2 separate regions of the Triticum aestivum genome follow, and region 1 is linked to region 2. A link is a contact called in public Hi-C data. All regions are on one chromosome and are shown on one strand. The core of a region is the stretch at or near the end of the contact, and the rest is flanking DNA. Distances in the headings are between cores, read along the strand shown. Region 1 holds the start of LOC123074785 (lamin-like protein). Region 2 holds the start of LOC123079264 (glutathione S-transferase 1).

Region 1 (7,552 bases), core at 469-2,968, 270 kb before region 2:
TCAACTACCATCATTGCCGCTAACCGTCGCCGAATTCAAAGAAAAACCATAGACCAGAAGGGTGTTGTGAGCTGATGAAGAAGCCTGCCGAGCGCAAGGCCTTTATCATTGTGGCGTGTCGGCGGGGATCATCCACATCCTAGTCAAATTTTGGAGCTAATGTTAGCCGTCGATGTCGTCGAGGCCAAGCACCAGATCCGCCGCAATCAAGACTAGTGTGGATTATTAAACATTAAACCTCCGAGTTTTGGCACAACATCGGTCCTATATGTGCGTCTTTGGAACCGATGCACGAGGGAGGCTGCGTTGATTTGCAAAGGGAAGGGGGGATATGCTAGTGTTGCTCTCAGAGGTGCTGCAATCGTTTTTTATTAAAGAAACAACAACTTTACTGATTAGAAACAATGATTACATCATCTAAGAAGAGGTACAATATTTATTATAGGCTCCTCGAACCAATCTCTTGTCAGTGAACATTTTGCTAGTCTAACAAGCTCATGAGCTACTTTATTTGCTTACCTATTACAATGTTCAAAACTAGTAAGAGAAAAATCACAAGCCATAAAATAGCAATCATAAAAAACTGTCGCCGTCCTGCAAAATGTCCTTCGTTCTTCATTTTGTCGATGACTTCCATGTTATCAGAGTTGATAACGAGAATATTGCAGCCCGCCTTTTGTGCCAGCAATAAACCAAACCTAAGCGCTAATGCTTCCGCTGTCAGAACATCAGTACACCACTCAATCTTTCAATTTCCGCCAACAATGAAATTTTCTTTGTTATCCCTGAGGGCAGCACCCGTTGTGCCTCTTAGCAAATCATGATCAAAAGAAGTATCCACATTTAGCTTAACAAATCCCATAGGAAAGTCTACCCCATCCTTCAATTTTTCTACTTGCATTAGGTGAGTGGGCATTTACATAGTTTCCTATTATAGCACGGATCCCATGAACGTTTGGTACGCCTCTTGAGACTTTTCCTCATGAACCAGCTCGCGTCTATTCCATCATAAATACCACACAGTTATAGCTATCAGCTCCCGTGCATTCTGGACGCCCAATATAGAAAGAGGCCTAGAGCGAACGTGTTTCAGTTGGTGCTCTTTAGAAAAGAAAAAAACAAGCCTTCCGTTGCTTCACCGCAGCGTTGGGCCGCCGGTATCAGGCCCCTTTGCAAAGCCTACGGCCATGTCCATCCATCGGCTCCTCTTCATCCTTCAACAAGGTGCCGTTCGCTTCGGCACAACTGCAAACAAACGGTAGAAATTTTAATAAAAGGCCCCGTGTAGCAGTCACCGCAAAGTCCATTCTACCGGAGACGAACTCCTCCAGCTACGTCTCCGCTGCCGCGTCGTGCGCCATGGACGAGACTTGCCTGCTCCCTTCCCATGCTCCCATCCGTGCTCCCGCATACGTGGCTTGATTTGATTGGAAAAAAATAAGGCCCGGCCCCACCCCTGAAAATCAGGGGGGGAGATGATTAGATTAGAAAAGAAAAAAGGAAAAGAACAGCCGTAGGATAAAGTGGGAGCACGGATGGGAGCATGGAGAGGGAGCAGGCAAGCCGGATCCGTGCGCCATGCGCTCTCACCGCGCAGGACGGTGTACCCCGCGGCCGCAACACACGCGTGTAATGTGCCATATGTTTGTTACCGTGTGCTGGCCGCTTGTTCGCGAATTCCCGGCCCGGTCCACGCGGCTCCATAAATACCCTCCCGGCTTCACGCATTCCACCCCTTCCTCCTCCGCCTCCAAAAAATGGCCGTCACGCCCAATCTCCCCCTCCTCCTCCTCGCGACGTTCCTCCTCCTCGCGGCGGCGCCGCTCCCCTCCGCCGCGGAGAAGTTCGTCGTCGGCGACAAGAAGAACTGGGCCCCCAACGTCAACTACACCACCTGGCCCGACCAGTACCACTTCCACGTCGGCGACTGGCTCCGTAAGCACCCCTCTCCTCCTCCATACTTTCCACCGTCTTCTCGATCGATCGATCTACCATTTCCCGTCCCGGCCAACTGATCCGATCGTGCACATACGCGCGTATGCTGCTGCAGAGTTCAACTACGCCAAGGGCATGTACGACGTGGTGCAGGTGGCGAACCAGACGGCGTACGACAAGTGCGACCCGAGCAACCCCCTCGTCAGCTACGACCGCGGCCGCGGCTTCGTGTTCCAGCTCAACTACACGGGCCGCTACTACTTCATCTGCAGCCGCGGCTACTGCTGGAGCGGCATGAAGGTCACCGTGCTCGTCGAGGACAGCCCCGCGCAGCCGCCGCACGCCGCGGCGCCGTCGCCCAACGCGGCCGCGCGCCACGGCGTCGTCTCGTGGGCCGTCGCCGCCGCCGCGGCCTCGCTCTGCGCGGCGGTTCTGGGTTTGCCGTTTGCGGTGTGAGCGTGACCGTGTGTGAGCGGAGAGGGAAGGGACCAATGGGTCTTTTCGAGTATGGGCCGTCCAGGCCTTTAGCGCCACTGTGTGGCCGTGTATGGAAGGTACTTACTGATAAAGAAAGCGTGCTTTGGAAGTTTGCGTATTTCCTGCAAGTTTTGTTCCGGCATTTTGGTAATGATGCGCACACGCAAGTGCTGAGACAAATATAGCACAGGCTGCAAATCGTGAACAAGAAGAAGAAAAGATTATAAGCATTTTTTTTTTGAGAAAAGAAGTTCCCTCAGGTTTGTGATAACTGATGGAAATGTGTTAGTGTCTTAAAGGGACTGGCGAAAAAAGTGAGATTGGTGGTGCTCATAACTCTTTACAATCTGTGCGGTGTGAGTAAACTTCACCCAAAAAACAATACAGTAATCACCCGCAAAACAAAAAACAATACAGTAATCGTGAAGCAAATGGCAAGAGACACGAGGCACGATGTGAGCGAACCCTCCTGCGGTTGATTTTAGATTTTCTTTTTGAGGCAAGGTTTATTTTAGATACTAGCAGGAATTTGACAGCTCGAGTGACACGAGAACCCAAGTGCGGCAGTCTTGTCACTTTTCCTAATGCCGTGCTCTGTTTGCTCGTCATTTCATTTCCTAATTCTTCGTGTTGGCTATCTATGGAAGGTATTAATTGTGAGATTACATTTATGTGCGTGTCTTCTCCCTGCATCGACACCCTCAAAACCTCATTTTCTTAAAAATTTCATTAAAAACATTTCTGTGTCCCAGGAGGAAGGAAACATATCTCTATCTCTATACTCTAAAAAATGAACAATAGATCTGTTGCTTTTGCACATGGAGCAAAAGTTTGGCTTTTTCCAAGAAATTTTACAAGCACAGAAAGGATTTTTCTTTTCTTTTTTGAGACGAGTCCAGAAAGGAATTGGTCATGTACGTACGTAATGTTTTCTCAGAATTTTTTGCCATTCGTGACATTACATTTTCCTGGGTGCACCTTTGAATTTCTTGGTCAGTAAATAGAAAAATTGTCTAAAGGAACCCTAGGTATATTTAGTTACTTTTAAATCCTTTTGCGACTACCCATGGGTACATATTGACACCTGCAGAAACCAGGGATTTGAAGCACTGATTTAGCATGCACCATTATCAGGTCGAATACCCATGGTAACGAAAACCCTAACATTTCAGAACCATATAAACTACTGCTGGAACACAGGGAAATTCATCTCAAGGTATTTCTGATACTAAATGTGAGAAATACTAGTGCAAAGTAATTCAAAATGCCATTGAGTAATGGTGAGCCTTTTTTTTGTCACCAAAAGGACAGAACCTAACATAAGCCTAAAATAATATAACTGAACCCTGCCAGCATTGTTGTTGAAAAGAGAGCATCTAATAAGAACACCTCTGGAAAACTAAAAAGGTTTACCAAGCACCAACGCCCTGGATGTTGCTGGTCAATTAGGTCATTGGAGAGTGAAGGAACTAATTTTCTGACCTATAAAATTTCCTCGAGACAAAAGGATAAAACCCAAAAATGCACTCTAGGCAATACCAGGGCAATCAGAGAGTGCCTGAAGGGAACATAGCCTAGTCCAGCTGCTTTCAACTGAGGTTAGAGATCAGTAGGGAATGGCGACAGAAAGAGGAGAATGTAATTAATATAGCAGTAGGTGATGACAGATGAGCTATGGGCCAATGAGTGAGAGTGCTCAAGACATCATGCTGGAATCCTTGATAATTTCGTATAGTGAGATCACAATCTCAATAGCCAGCAGAATTATGACACCCCACTCCAGAAAATTCGATCGTCTATTTTGGAGCACTTCTTGAAGAAAATGAACATTGTGCTGTTACCAACAATAAATTGTAAGTGAAAATGAGAAATAGGATGGATGAAATCGGCTATTGCACTAAAGAAGAACAAACACAATACCTCCACAAATTTCAGCTTGAAGTCTAGGCTTCCAAAACGTTGATTCAGTTCATATTCTTCCCGAAGATACTCCAGAATTTGTGCATAATTTGCATTTTTCCAAGCAATTTCTGACCTATAAAAAAATCATGTTGTTCATATTACGATGAAAAAGAAGATTCTAGCATCCATGTTATGCATTTAAGTACAGATTAACAAAGTCTCTTTTTCATAACTGTCTTAGCTAATTTTATTTTATTTTGAGCGTGTCTTAGGCTCTTAGCTAATTCTGGGAATAATAGTCTCTCAGTGCATCTGTGGTTCTTTCAATCTCGAAGCGGAACACAATGCTAGTAAAAAGACTAAAAACATAAAGAGCTGTGGCATTGTATATTTTGTATGTGTGGAGATCAAAATATCAACCTTTCTTGAAAGCATGAGGAAAGTTATTCAATGAACAGAATAAATATTACTGTTTCTTTTTCCGAGAGAAGTGCCATGTGAGTACCAAACTGGCCTATAGATATCAATTATCATATAGTCCTACATGGCTACGATCTCAAGTTGTCTTTTTAATTTTTAGAGTTACGTGCCTTCTGTTCCATAAGACAACACAGCACATGGGGTTGATGCATAATGAAATTCCTTCCTTCCAGAAAATGACAACACATACATTGCTGAAATATATGATACTCCCTCCGATCCATATGAATTGACAAAAATCTAGTACAACTTTAGTACAAAGGTGTATTAAGTGTGCGTCAATTAATATGGATCGGAGGGAGTATATGATATATAATATGCAGGAGGAGGGAGTGCAACACTTAGAGTACATGCCTGTCAAAAAGGCCAAGTCTAATGATAACATCTGCAAGATTAGAATTAGCCTTGCCCACAAGTTGAAAGAGCTTCTTTCTTTTCATTGTGAAGTCCCCAGTCTTCTCCATGATACGATTTATTTCAGTAAATTCCTCAACCATATCATCGACCTATTAAAGTAGCTTCTTAGAACTTTAAACCTTGCAACCACATTAAAATAGTTTCTTGACTTTGCTCAATCACAGTACCTGCCGTATGTAATGATCAAGAGCGATACTTTGACCAAGAACACTTGAAATGATCCGAATTCCATCAGTGTCTAAATATTTAAGAACTATATAATCAAGACCTCCTTTCATCCATGTTGTCAGGAATGGCTTCTCAACTACTGCATAATCTGGTAATTGTGAAATAAATGTCATCATGTGAGAATATAACACAGGTTCAGTGTTATAAAAGCGGATTAAGCGATAGGTGCCATATTTCCGCTGTTCTTCTGTTAGGCCAGGGGCACCTAGTCGGTCCCAGGCAAAAAAAAAAAAAAAAATTGCGGGAATCTTAGGCATGATTGGGTGCCTATATCCTTATGCAGGTACAACCACATAATTTAACTGTTCTGCATAAATAATTAGAGAGCATTCTACTCCCTCCGTCCCACAATGTAAGACGTTATTGCAAGCTAACATAGTTTGCAAAAACGTCTTACATTGCAGGACGGAGGGAGTAGATATTTGCTCCCCTGGAAAATGAGGCTTGACTCAAACTTCTCACATTTCTAAATATGCCTGTTTTAACATGCAATTCTGCATGGACTGCCACTGACATAACCGACTGCACCTTGTACAACATTGTGCATGTTTCATAAAAAAAAGGGCAGCCCGGTGCATGTTTCATAGTAAATTTAAAAAGCATTTTGCAAATAATTAAGAAGGCCAGTTCCAGAAGCCATATAAAGGTTTGGCCAAAGCATTGTGGCATATAAATGCACTACATCAAACACAAATTAAATTCAGAGTGATTCTCATCCTCAATGGTCTTTATCAAATGTCAGCAGTCATTATCATCAAAGATTCAAAGGAAATTGGATTGATCATGCACATACATGGAAATGAAAAGAAGAATGAATACAAATTGATGAGGAAAAGTACACTATTTAGCAGTTTACACAATAACAGGCCAGCTCGTGAATAGCATGGACATACCGTCTTTCCTCATCTCCGGAAGCCACCCCGAAGCATGATTCCTGATCATATCAAGATAGTGCTCAGCTTCATGATCAGCAATATTGAAGAGCACAGCAGAACCATATTGGAATACAACCACATAGCGATAGCAAAATCTGTTGTCCTTCACTCCAATGGACTACAAAAACGTCAGACAAATGAGGTTATCTGATGCACACACAACAACATGTTCAACAAACGGTCAAACACGAATATAATTCTTGGCCCTCAAAATATGTGGTGCTACACCGAAATCACTCACCATGATCTCTGGAGGGAATTCAGAGTAGCGGAGCGCGATGTAGTTTAGCGACCGGGTGGATGGAGGTACCACGTCGCTCCCGTGCTCCGCCTGAAGGCTCTTCAAATCAATGCTGTAATTAAATATTTGGATTAAACAAAATCAAACAAAAGTAGGTTTTTCCATTCATCTGCACCAAATCACCGTGGCCTCCCACGACAATGTTACATGAGAGATTGAAAAAACACAGCAGCACGCAAGGTCTTCCTTGCAGGACTATCATCAAACACCCAGCGTACAGCCACCCGCGCGTTCCAACTCACCTGGTGGAGAGGAAGTAGGCCTTGACGGGGATGTAGCGCGACAGGCCTTCCTCCTCCTCCTCCTGTGGGGGCGCGGGGGCCGGGGCCGCCTCTGCCGCCGCCCGGATCCAGGCCCAGTAGGCCGAGCTCCCGAGGCCGGAGTCGCGGGCGTCGTGGGGTGCGGTGGCAGCGACCGCAACGGCCGAGGAAAAAGGAGACGCGCGGGCGGGGAGGTGCGGCAGGCGCGCTGGAGTGGGGCTCGCTGGTGGCAGCCTCGTCTCGAGGAGGCGGCGGAGATGGTGGCGGCACGCGCGCAGCCGCCCCATCGGTTGAAGGCTCGAAGCGACCTGGTGCCGCGCCACGACGCGAGCAGCAAAGCCTCCGGTTGGCCTTTCTCCGAGTATCTACTTGTTTTGTTTTCCCGGAAAATCACTCGCTTTGTTCTTGGGGAGAAAGGAATGGACGGCAACATGGGCTTCGCGTAGATTTGGGCTCACTGGGCTTACAGGCCAGCCGGCCTGGCATGCTCTAGTTTATCTGGGCCGTCCCATATTCACTTTCTATGACACACACATGCCCTGCTGTTTAATTTGGAAGCCTGTGTGCACGTCTTCTCAAGAGTAGACCCCAACGTTTGTATTTTGGAAGCAGAACTG
Region 2 (6,677 bases), core at 698-3,197:
GCGGAGCGGTGGGAGGAGTGGCAGCAGGTGGAGGTGACGAGGAGGGAGGACTACGAGCGGATGCAGCAGCGGTTCGACTGGGGCGAAGACTCCATCTACAACCAGGACGCCATCGAACTGTCCGCCGGCAGATAACCGGCGTCAGACTGCTCGCTGTTGGTAATAATGCCATTCTTCGTAGCAGGGTCGGAGTCTTGTATATTGTGATGTTGTCGTAAGTCAATGTTGCTGACTGTATATTCGTGTTGCCTCCACGAAACCTTGGTTTTTGTGCCGGGGCGTTAGCTCTGGACTGGACAGGCAAAAAAGAGGAGTAGATATGCAGGTGCTGCCGCTGGGGTGGCTTGAAATGAAAGTTGAAACTTTTATATGCACCTTCTGCTTGGCGAGGCAGCACGTGCTTAGTGTATGTAAATCGATTTGTTTTGCATAGCCATTTGCCGACCCTTCATGCGTGGCTCCATATGGAGTTGGTTCTGCTGCCGCGCATCTTGCTTTGCTCCAGGGCCGAGCACACCTACAGGCTACAGCAGCAATAACTTTTGTACTGGGCAAACGAGATGGTGGGATGCAGGCGTGGCTATCTTTGCTGGGTGTCACCATAATTGGAGTGACATGTATCTAATAAACCCGTAGTTTCAACCATGGGGAAGATCAAATTTGAATATTGTTATTGTTCGGCTAATCAAGCGACACATGCGATAGCTAATTACAGTTTTTGTAATCACTTTTCTAGTGTTTGGACAAATGAGCCACCAGATTGTCTTGGTTAGTAAGTTCATAGACAGTATTTTTATCGTGTGATTAATAAAGCTAGTCATGATGGTCTTTTCTAAAAAAAACCTCTTGTCACATTACTGCCGACACACCTGAGGAACACACCTCCACCCACCATGCAGGCCATGCTCCCGGACTTCTTCGTTGAACCGATGACACTCATGCCGTCAGTATGACCACGCGTTGTTGACATGTCGCACCGTCGGAGCAAGGCACCACACCGATCAACACGTGGTTGTATCGATACTCGCCCTTAAAAGAGGATGACATGTATTGATACTCGCCCTTACAAGAGGAAAAGACCGAACGATAGGTGAACGAGATGCTAGGCACCAGGGTGATCGTGCACATCATGAGCCCATACCCTGCTCTGTTTCTCCCGGTGATAAAGAAGGATCCGCAGCTTGAACACTGTCTCACATTGAAGAACAAGTTTCCCCTTCAAGAAGAAGGCCGATCTCCATCCCATGCTGGCGTACAAGTACTTCGGGTCATTCGCGGTCGAAGAGCGTGTCAGAACGATGGCCTACCGCCTGAAGCTTCCACAAGGCAACTGCATCCACCCTGTCTTCCACGTCTCACGGCTCAAGTCCTTCATCCATCACTGTGCGCCAGTGTTTTCGGAGCTGCTGCGCATTCTCGACCTCGCTGACACCAGTCGCCACCTGGACCGCCGCATGACGAAAGAAGAACAACGCTCCGGTCGTCCAACTTCGGCGCTGTTCGGTATCGCTCCGCTCCACAACTCCGAGAGTGGAGTTGGCGGAGCTGCAGTTCAAAATGGCGGAGTTGCAGTTCCCCGCTCCGCAGATTCCGGGAGCGGGTGATTACAGAACAGGGCCTTCGTCTTCAATGGGATACGCTGCCAGCTGACACCGCAACATGGGAAGACTATGACATGCTCCGACGGCGGCCATCTTGAACGGGGGATTCCTCTTAAGGAGGGGCAACTGTCACGCCTGCAGTGCAGAGTACCGAACCTGCAGCGGACTTAAGATTGCAAGGGAGCTGCCTCTTGCGGCCGTGGGCCGTCGGGCTTGTAACGAGGGACCGAGAGTGGCCCAATGGGGGATCGGCCTAGTGCGTGGCTGTGTTCTTCTCAAAAAAGAAAAAAGGAAGAAGAAAAAGTGTGTGGCTGTGTTGTAAACTGTAAAGTGTAAACCTTGAGGTTTAAAAAGAAATGAGAAGCGTGTGCTCTCCTCTCACCTCCGCCGTCTCCTCCCTCAGCTGCTCTCCTCTCCTCTCACCTACCCTCCAGATCGGGTCGTAACTCGTAACAGGGATCAGGGTGGCCATGGCTCCGGTGAAGCTGTACGGCATGACCATGTCGTGGAACGTGACGAGGTGCGTGGCGGCCCTGGAGGAGGCCGGCGTCGAGTACGACGTCGTGCCCATCGACTTCGGCGCCGGCGAGCACAAGACCCCCGACCACCTCGCCAGGAACGTACGTATGCTTACCGCCTTCAGTTTGCAATGCCCTCCATATATGCTTCTACTCTAGTCTCAAAAGGGTTTCCGGTGCGTTTCCGGTGCACTTGACTGAAACCCATGCCTGCTTGGTGTTCTTATGAAGCCCTGACTAAAATTTCAGAAACGAACACATGCAACATATGATCTCAGCAGGAGACCTAATCAACTGGTCATCAAAACAAGCGTTAGTTCCTAAGGGTCCATAGTGGTACTATTCGAAATTTCAGACTTGGCTTCTAAGCATTTTTTGCCTTTTGAGCAGATCTTTCCACACTCTGCTTTGTCGATCCCTTTAGTAGCTACAGTTTTGTTGAATGCGCAATTAGCCATAAATTTGAATGTCGAAGTATCTATGCATACAATTAGTCTGCTACTACGGGGTATGTTTAGCGGCTGTCTGTTCACCGGTGGTTCTATACTAAAAGAAGCATGTACAAGAAAATGGAAATGTTTGCATGTTATCTTGTTCATATAGGTTTGACCAACCGATCTTAGTGTTATGTAACTGTGGCATTTGATGATTCCTGTTTTTTAGAGGTGTGACATCCGATTGACAAAAACCTCACTGTCTTCATATGGTCCTCTGCAGCCCTTTGGTCAGATGCCGGTTTTGCAGGATGGCGACTTCTACGTCTGGGGTATGATGCTAACTCTTGGAGATGTGTCTCTTTTCCATCCATTGTGAATATAAACTTAAAAGGGACAAGATGCTCTAAGCATTATTGTTGCTTTGCTGTTGATGTTGCTGCCTTATTTCCCAAAAGTGTGTCTAAGTTGGCATTTCCAGTTTTCCACCTTCGTTGAAATATAATGGTACCTAAGCTGTCAGTCTAAGATAGCGTGATGCAAAAAAGTATCAATTATGTATAAATTGTCAGCTGTTACTATATTAGGAGCCCCCCTCTTGTTTTCCTTTTCGATTTTATTATTTGTATGTTTTCCTTGATGTTGTAGTCACTTTGGCAGCAGGCTCCCATTGTTTCATCAAAAGAAAAAAAAGGAGTACAAATTTTGGGACTTGGTTGCTATGTGAAACAATATTTCCACTAGGCAAATAATGAAATGTTTTTCTCATTATAGAAACCAAATTAATCGCGGAGGACCAAATCATAGGGAAGTACAACACAACATCATTTCTATGAAAGGGACGTGGTCGTTCTTGGATAAACGATGACCCACAATCTTATTAGAATGAAATGGCATTTGCTACGTACTGAATTGCCATCAACCTATTCTAGTATGCTCAAAACATCAGCTTAACCAGAAAAGAGAAGAAAAATCACATGTCTTAGTTATCCAGGATTCGAGGCAAATGCATATACTTATGTTTGCTTTAGAACAATTTATGTTAGAATCGCGTTACTACCGTTGCTGATTATCACAACTCTGATTATGTTTTTTCTTTTCTTGTTAGAATCGCGTGCTATTTGCAAGTACACATGCCGCAAGAACAAACCGGAGCTGTTGAAGCAGGGCAACCTCAAGGAATCGGCAATGGTAGATGTGTGGCTCGAGGTGGAGGCCCATCAGTACACCGCCGCACTGGAGCCCGTTATCCTCGAGTGCCTCATCCGTCCTATGTTCGGGCGAGCCACTGACCAGAAAATTGTTGAGGATAACCTTGTGAAACTGAAGAAGGTGCTGGAGGTGTACGAGGCGCGACTGAGCAAGTGCAAGTACCTGGCTGGAGACTTCCTCAGCCTCGCGGACCTTAACCATGTGTCTGCTACCGCATGTCTGGCGACTACACCCTATGCTTCTTTGTTCGACGCGTATCCGCATGTGAAAGCCTGGTGGTCTGGCCTGATGGCGAGGCCGTCCGTCCAGAAGATCACTGCACTAAAGAAGCCGTATTTTCAGAATAGTGTCTAGCACAGTTTTCGCCGCGGCCCACGAAATAAGCCGGGCTGTCTCCCGACGTTTGTCGTGTCCAGGCGCGCGTTGTTGTAATAATTAGACAACACCCCACGCGTTGCTGTGAGACTTTTTAGCAATAAACTGTGAAATGATTTATTGCTAAAAGATAAAAAATAAAATCTATGATGTGGAGGGTTTGCATGTGTTTGATGATGGGGAGGTTTTGCATGTGTTAAAAAAAGATTGCATATGATTGATGATATGGAGGCTTGCATGTGCTAGAATGAAAACCAGAACAACGGCGCAAGCGCCAAGAGAATCTTCAGTTTCTCTCTTTCCAAATGTTTCACATGATATACATCGCAACAATAGTCTTCCATTTTCTCTCCTTGGATTTTGCCTTTTTTCTGTTAGATCAGTCCACCAACCTCCCAACAGGCGTGTTGTGTTCAGGTAATCTGCCTCTTGCCTCCACCCTACGATAAAACATCATGCTAAAAATTAAGACTTTCTGAGTATGTGCAAGATATATTGACCCTTTCTCATCTTCACGAAATAATCTATCAACCACACAATCATATGATTGACATATGTTTGCCATGAACATTCCCACACTTGGCATCAAGTAAATGCGCGGCGAAGAGACTTGACACCATAACAAGGCATGGGCTCTTTGGCATGAGGTTTGACACCATAACAAGGCATGAGGTTTAACGTCCAGTTGATGCGTGATATGAAGAGAGGTTTGACACCATAACAAGGCATGAGCTCGTTGTTGTGTCGAGATGGCATAGCAAGGAATGAGAGGCCAGGACGATGTGTGAGCTCTAGATCAAGGCGATGTGCGAGCTCAATGGACGGGGTGAGGGGGAGGGGGCGGCCCCGTGTCTCCGCCCTCTGATAAAGCATCAGGGGTATAAAGTCAGACCTACCGAGTATGTGCAAGAAATATTGTCCCTTTTTTCCTCCACCAAGGAATCTACCAACCATACCATCATATGATTGATACAGCTTTGCCATGAGCATCCCTACACTTGACATTGGGTTGACACATGATGAAGAGGCTTGACACCGTAACAAGGCATGTGCTATTTGTGGCGTCGAGGTGTTGACATGGCATACAAGGAATGCTTGAGGCCGGGACGAGGTGTGAGCTCTAGATTAGGGCGATGCATGAGCTCAATGGAGGGGGGGTTGCCCCTGGCTCCACCCTCTAATAGTAAAGCATTGGAGGTATAAATTCATATCTACCGAGTCCGACTATATGTAAGATATATTGTCTCTTTTTCTTTCTGACAAAAGAACGTATCTATCATACCTTCATAGTATGATTGATATATAGCTTTGCCATTTCTTCTTTTTCCACGGAAAAGAATACAAGGGGCCTCTGGGTCTGGTAAGCACTACCACTACGAAAAAAGAACAGCACAGCACATGCCACAGAGCTCACACACAACTTTGCAACCTTCCTTGCCTTTACTTTGGGCGACGGTGGCTCGCATACCCGGCCTAGCTAGAACATCCCGCAGGATCAACTGCCAGGTGTCCCGTGTGACATGGCTCGCGATCGAGCGCAAACCTTCGCGCCTAAGAAACATGCATGGCAGCTCGGCCCAAAGTCGACACCCAGCGGAATGGTCGGAAAGAGCGGAAAGGAGAGGAGAGGAAAAGGACGTGGCCGCCCGGCTGCCGATATAAAGCACATGGCCGAAGGAAAGCTCACCCCGCACTACTTCTCTGGCGTACGTAGCGCGGCCACACACACACACCAGCAGCTATCGTCGTCGAACACTGGAGCCAGCCAGCAGAAGAGAGCGCGCACTAGCTCCAACCTCCACGAACACTTCGCCGATCGTTATGATGGCGAGTCCGGCGTTCTTGCTGCTGCTCTTGCTGGCCGTGTCGATCAGGGGATCAGGTGAGTGAGATATACTTACGTGGATTTCGCCGTTGTGGCGCGGTGGTGAGTGGCTGCATGTATGTGACGCCGGTTGTGTCGTGTGTGTGTGTGTGTGTGTGTGTTTCCGGCCCGTGCAGAGGCGGAGTGGTGCGTGTGCAGGTCGGACGCGAACGAGACGGCGCTGCAGGAGACGCTGGACTACGCGTGCGGGCAGGGCGCGGACTGCGCGCCGGTGGCCACGGGAGGGAGCTGCCACAGCCCCGACTCGGTGGTGGCGCACTGCTCCTACGCGGTCAACAGCTACTACCAGAGGAGCAGCCAGACCAAGGGCGCCACCTGCGACTTCGGCGGCACCGCCACCCTCTCCTCCGCCGACCCCAGTACGTACCGTGCCTTCTCACCCTGTCACTCGTGACTCCATCCATCAGCATGTTGGTTTCTTGTTCTATCGATCTCACCATGCATGTGTGTTCATAACGTCTGCAGGCTCGGGAACCTGCAAGTACCCTGCAACCGCAAGGTAATAATCCCTTGTACCCGGGCAAATCATAACGAGTACTGTAGTACTTACCAAACATTTATCATTGCATGATGAGCTGACGTATTTTCCCTATGTAAATTGCACAGTGCGGCTGGGACGAGCACCGGGAACGGCACAGGGACAGGCTCCGGC

The links. Hi-C and Micro-C count contacts between places; a contact is called where the count stands out from the background.
Region 1: a Hi-C map of leaf shows a contact between it and region 2, with 7 times the contacts expected there. The contact joins the promoter of LOC123074785 here to the promoter of LOC123079264 in region 2. A contact is called at or near these places in 2 of 5 Hi-C or Micro-C datasets (both in leaf).

What each region holds. Positions count from the first base shown.
Region 1 is chr3D:416,057,559-416,065,110 of IWGSC CS RefSeq v2.1, reverse strand. It overlaps LOC123074785 (lamin-like protein), which reads left to right and starts at 1,718. Exons shown (of 2, transcript XM_044497537.1): 1 at 1,718-1,935; 2 at 2,051-2,530. The coding sequence starts at 1,758. The coding sequence ends at 2,391. LOC123079266 (protein RETARDED ROOT GROWTH, mitochondrial) reads right to left here and starts at 7,312. Exons shown (of 7, transcript XM_044502000.1): 1 at 6,918-7,312; 2 at 6,616-6,727; 3 at 6,333-6,492; 4 at 5,379-5,527; 5 at 5,149-5,300; 6 at 4,333-4,447; 7 at 3,661-4,246. The coding sequence starts at 7,222. The coding sequence ends at 4,109.
Region 2 is chr3D:415,792,293-415,798,969 of IWGSC CS RefSeq v2.1, reverse strand. LOC123079264 (glutathione S-transferase 1) reads left to right here and starts at 1,947. Exons shown (of 3, transcript XM_044501996.1): 1 at 1,947-2,221; 2 at 2,837-2,885; 3 at 3,662-4,317. The coding sequence starts at 2,072. The coding sequence ends at 4,119. It overlaps LOC123074784 (PLASMODESMATA CALLOSE-BINDING PROTEIN 3), which reads left to right and starts at 5,811. Exons shown (of 4, transcript XM_044497536.1): 1 at 5,811-6,022; 2 at 6,142-6,384; 3 at 6,491-6,524; 4 at 6,632-6,677. The coding sequence starts at 5,962. It overlaps LOC123079265 (LRR receptor kinase SERK2), which reads left to right. Exons shown (of 12, transcript XM_044501998.1): 12 at 1-451. The coding sequence ends at 135.